Regions from separate parts of the Callithrix jacchus genome. Here region 2 is linked to region 1. The links are chromatin contacts, called in public Hi-C maps. All regions are on one chromosome and are shown on one strand. Each heading gives the region's core, a stretch centred on a gene start, on an enhancer-like site or on the middle of the called end of the contact. The rest is flanking DNA. Distances are from core to core; before and after follow the strand shown.

What was found. Hi-C and Micro-C count contacts between places; a contact is called where the count stands out from the background.
Region 2: a contact with region 1 is called in a Hi-C map of induced pluripotent stem cells, with 4 times the contacts expected there. The contact joins the promoter of KRT84 here to the enhancer-like site in region 1. A contact is called at or near these places in 3 of 3 Hi-C or Micro-C datasets (induced pluripotent stem cells and skeletal muscle).

What each region holds. Positions count from the first base shown.
Region 1 is chr9:66,671,929-66,674,628 of calJac240_pri, forward strand. No RefSeq gene overlaps it. Among named protein-coding and RNA genes, the nearest start is that of KRT78, 24 kb to the right of the region's middle. Within about 2 kb of position 1,328, at least 15 of the 16 cell types and tissues checked have an H3K27ac peak or open chromatin away from gene starts, as enhancers often do. A contact at or near this core is called in skeletal muscle, where this site is marked.
Region 2 is chr9:67,124,375-67,127,091 of calJac240_pri, forward strand. It overlaps KRT84 (keratin 84), which reads left to right and starts at 1,312. Exons shown (of 9, transcript XM_035256696.3): 1 at 1,312-1,900. The coding sequence starts at 1,364. The region is part of intron 1 of LOC118144243; the gene reads right to left.

The DNA of each region.
Region 1 (2,700 bases), core at 78-2,577:
AAACATACACGTGTATGTGTCTGGGAATCTTTCCAATGACCCCCACAGCTGGCTCTGTGCGCTGGGTGTGTCCAGCAGCCATTGTGCACGTGTGTGTGTGTCCTACAAAGTGTGCACGGGTTGGGTGGAGCTGCCGTGTTCTTCCCCAGCCCTGGGATCTGGCATATCCTGTTGCCTCTTCCAAACCCCACATGTACTGACTCTCGGCTTCTTTCTCCTTCCACTCCAGCCTCTCACAGTCCTCTGGATCCTCCCTTGGGATGGGAAAGCCTTCGTGAAGTTGAAGGCTGGCCTCCCTGTGGAGGTGGCAGAGTTTCCCCTAGGTTTGCTGTGGGGCCAGGTGGAGGCCACTCCTGGTTAGGGAGCTCAGGGAGCAGCCACAGCCATGGAAAGAGCTTACTCTTTAGAGCCAGACAGTCCTGGGTTCAAATCCAAATTTGCTCACATACTATGCCACTGGGACCTTAAGCTACCACCCAGGCCTCAGTTTCTCCCTGGTAAAATGGGATTATTCTTCTTTCTTTTTTTTTGAGACGAAGTCTCGCTTTGTCACCCAGTCTGGAGTGCAATGGCTGGCTCAGTACAACCTCTTCCTTCTGGGTTCAGGTGATTCTCCTGTCTCAGCCTCCTGAGTGGCTGGGATTATAGGTGCATGCCACCACACCCGGCTAATTTATATATATATTTTTTAGTAGAGATGGGGTTTCACCATGTTGGTCAGGCTGGTCATCTGCCCTTCTTAGCCTCCCAAAGTGCTGGGATTACAGGTGTGAGCCACAGCGCCCCTTCAGGATTACGTTTATTGTTGGAGTTGCTGTGAGAAGCAGTGGATAAGGTGAACACGAAGCTCCTAGCATGGCACAAGTGGCACACTGTAGTCTCTGGACAGTTGTGGGTCCTTTCTCCTTTTTGGGGCATCACTTTGCGGTCTTGCAGGCACTGCTGTAGGGATTGAGCCGGGCCTGCAGGGTAGAATCTGGCCTCTGACCTTCAGGGGCCCTGGCCCTGTGGAGGGAGCAGAGCCAGAGCTGGAGAATTCCCAGAGCTAACCCCTGATGGGCCTGTCCTGGCCTCTGTGAGACAGAGGCACAGAGCTGCTAAGCATGTGGGGAAGCGGGGTGTAGGGGGCGCAGAGATGATTTTGAGTAGTGGTGGTGAGTAACACGCCAAAGGGACCAACACGCAGACTCCAAAAGGCCACGTCCTTCGGCCAGACCATAAAGATCTTAATACACAGAGACACCCCCAGAAGAACAGGCACGCAGCCTCCCGTTTCAGAGGAACAGAAGACCCCACCGCTCCATGGACAGACACAGTCGCCCAGAAGAACAGATACCATATTTCCTCCCTAAGCCGGACAAATTCTCCCATAGGGAAGGAAACGCATTCTCCCCCCACACCCTTCTCCGCCCCCGGGGAGGACGCGAAGGGGGCGGCAGGCAGGCCAGGCTCTCCCTGCTGAGTCAGGCTGTCCCGGCTTAGCGGGAGGGTCTGGGGTGGGAAGTTAGGCCGGGCGCCCGTCCAGCTCCAGAGGTGGGGTGCAGGATGAGTCACCGCGGAGCGGCCGCGGCCGGCGCCGCCCTGGGCTCCTGGCTGCCGTGGGAGCGCTCGGGCCCAGCCAATCCGCGGCCGCCACCCGGCCCTAGCGCTCTGCCCCGCCCCGCCGCGCCCCGCGCGCTTCCGGGTTCCCAGGGCTCCTCGCTGCCCCGAGAGACCCCTGACAAGGGCACCCAGCCAGTCGCCATGGTCTCTGCTTTTAGAGAGAGGTTGTCGGAGACGGAGCACAGGGCTCTCAGGGCAACCGAGCGTCTCAGCCCCTCTCCCCGGGGCCCCTCCCTGCCACTCCCGCCTGCGGGTTAGGGGCACGTGTGGCTCTGCGGGGAGTGGGGGTAGCCTTGCTCTGGTTCCTTCTTGCCCCCCTCTGAGCTCTTCCCGGATTGTCTCTGCGGGGCACTCAGCTCCTCCTCAAAGGAGACAGGCTGCCTTGTTTGCCAGGCTCAGGGGGACAGGGGCATTTCCTGGCACAGTCTTGACGGCAGAAGTTCTCTGTCCAGAGTCAGCAACACCACGCGCTGTTTTCTGCTTCAGAAAATGCAGTCGGGATATGTACTCGGGAAAATACTGTCAGAAAATATGCTCGGAGGGTCACTGTCCCTAAAACTCTGGTGATGCCAGGTGCTTGCTGGCTGACTTGCTCCTGGGTCACACACACGCACGCACGCACGCACGCACGCACAGGTTTAGATGGTGCAGGCAGACAGATGTGCAGGTGTTACATGATTCTCGATTACAGCTCTCTATTTTTGGACACACAGAGACACTTTCAGCAGTAGAGGGATGTCTCCTGTTTCTGGCTCTTACAGGTTATCTGACTTTGAGTCAATTATCGGATCTCTCCAACTCTAGGTCCCTTTCTGTAAAATGGAGATAGCTAAAATACCTTCCTTAAAGGACTGTCATGAGGATTCAAGGAAACAACCCCTGGAAAGTACATTGAAATAACTCAATAAATGGTAGCGATGATGACCCCCACACGGATATATCCACACACACACAGTCATGGACACATGCAGATTTACACACACGCAAAACCTCAGACATTAATACACATATAGGACCAGGTACCTATCAACACGGTGTATTTGCAATGCATGAAGATAAAAGACACAAACAGACCCCCCTGCCCCCACCACCAAGGAA
Region 2 (2,717 bases), core at 62-2,561, 450 kb after region 1:
ACACACCCCCTTCCAAGTAGAATTCCAAGCATCCCAAAGAATCTCAAGCATCCAGTCAAACATGCATTTCCCTGGGCACCGGACACACTAGAATAGAAAAGGTAAACACCAGCCTGGTTCAGGGTCCTAAGAGAGCTGCAATATTGATAACAATGATAATACTTAGCTGCTGGATGTTATCTTTAGCTGGAATGAACTTTTCATTTTTTATCCAGATGCATATTGTGTCTCTCTATCCTAACCAAAGATTCATCAATAATTCAAGGAACCTAAATGAACAGGCCTATAAATCTGCCCTATGGTATATTTGGGGGCTAAAAATCATGTAGTTAACTTTCTATGCATAAACTTTCCAATGCTTTGGACTCAAATCATGCCACAAAGTGGTGACTGCTGGAAGTTCTCAGGATAAATCTTCTACTGGGCGTGGTGGTGCATGCCTGCAGTCCCAGCTACTCGGGAGGTGGAAGCAGGAGGATAACTTGAGCCCAGGAGTTCAAGACCAGCCGGGGCAACATAGACTCTGTCACTTAAAAAAATAATAATAATAATTAAGATAAAGTGTTCCCTACTACCGTGAAGATAGAGGCTGTCTTTTTAATCTCTGTACCCTAAGCACCAAGCACACTGCTGGATACATAGTAGGCACTCGAAAACTATTGAATGAATGAATATCTCTGAGTGTCTCAAGTCACAGATGTGTCTAAACTAGCCCAAATGAGCTTTACTATAGATTCAACTCTCACATAAACAGCCATATGGCAGAAGGTTTTTTTGGTTATTTAATCGATCTACAGAGATGCAACAAGCTGTATTTTCTCCATATCACTTCCTCCTTGGAGATGTGCAGACCACATCTCTCTTTTGCACACACCCCTACCCCTGTAGAGGGTGATGTCTTCACGGATGCATCCCTTGGGAGCCTCTTGCTGGAGCTCTCGCCATCCTAACTTTCTGGTGGTTAGCCACACTTACAGTGAAAAAACCTATTGCATTTATGACCAAACCAAATTAATGTCCCCATAATGGCAATTGTGGTGACTTATGGGGAAAAATAGGACTATAATGTTTATGTGTTTATGTGTTTTTAATATTTATTGGTTTGCTGCTACAGCCCTCATCCTGATGAGCCTAGGTGTGTCTGAGTTAACTCACCGTCAAGGAGGTTATAGGCATGAAGAGTTTCTGCTAACTACCCAAGCTCATAAATGCCTGCAAATGGCTTTTCTCGTTTTTATGGGGCCAAGCCTCAGATCACCACACACATAAAAGGGGCACATGGGATCCACTAGCCTCAGAGGGACTCCCAGCTCCAGCTCGTCCATTCTACACTCGCTCTTTCACTCCCAACCAGGAAGCTGCCATGTCTTGCCGCTCCTACCGAGTCAGCTCTGGTCACCGGGTGGGCAACTTCAGCTCTTGCTCAGCAACGACACCGCAGAACCTGAACCGCTTCCGGGCCAGCTCTGTCTCCTGCAGGAGTGGGCCAGGCTTCCGGGGCCTTGGCAGCTTTGGCAGTCGGAGCGTCGTCACCTTTGGATCGTACTCACCCCGTATGGCACCTGTAGGCCCTCGGCCCGTCCGCTGTGGAGTCGGCTTCAGTGCTGGCTGTGGGATGGGTTTTGGTGATGGAAGAGGTGTTGGTCTGGGGCCTGGGGCTGGCAGCTGTGTTGGCCTGGGGTTTGGAGCTGGCAGTGGCATTGGCTGTGGCTTTGGCAGCCCTGGCTTTGGCTACAGAGTTGGAGTCCCAGCAGCCCCATCCATCACAGCAGTGACTGTGAATCAGAGCCTGCTGACCCCCCTCAACCTGGAGATTGACCCCAATGCCCAGAGGGTGAAGAAAGATGAGAAGGAGCAAATCAAGACCCTCAACAACAAGTTTGCCTCCTTCATTGACAAGGTACCTATGATAGCTGAACCTCAGGGTCTAGGAATATTAGAGCCAAAATGCACTAGGATCGTCTTTCCCTTAAAAAGAACTGGCTAAGTTCTGGGACTGGAACCTGACCCCAGATCTTTCAAGTGTCTACCTAAGGCATTGTGGGATGCTCTGCTGCAGAGCAAGGACAAGCCAGAGGCCATGCTGCATGGTAGATAGATTCAGACAGCGATGACATCTTCTGGAGGACAGAGGAACCTCCAGCCAAACTCAAGGGCATCTGGACACGTGTTCCATCTGGTCGCTTAGAAATGTCTCTGAAACAGGCTGGAAACATTGGGGCTTTAGCCAAGTGTTGCCTGATACATGTTTAAGAGGTTTTATTCTTTGAGATCCTTCGAAGTTTTCAGAGTTTCTAAGGCTGAGTGACTTCATCTGTCCAAGCTTAGAAAAGTAGAGAATGGAGTTGAGTAATTAAAAAGAAAAAGGAATTCAGACCCCCAGATGGGGTATCGAAATTCGGCCAAGTTGCCTAGATTCAGGGAAACTGTAGGGAGCGACCGCTAGTAGTCACTGGTCTTCAGGCACATGAGTGGGAACAGCGACTTGGATCACCCAAAAGAACTGACATCCCACTCACCATGCCTATGTGGAGATGGAATGGCTGTGTCTGAGAATGGAAGAGAACCTCTGTAAGTTTTGGTTTCTTCCTCTCTAAAATGAGGATCTGGAGTCAAAGGTCTCTAAGTTCTCTTCCAGCTCTACACGTCTCAGCTGAGATGTTGGGTAGCACTTACAATCAGAATTCCCACCTCTTAGTACCATATCCCACCCCAAA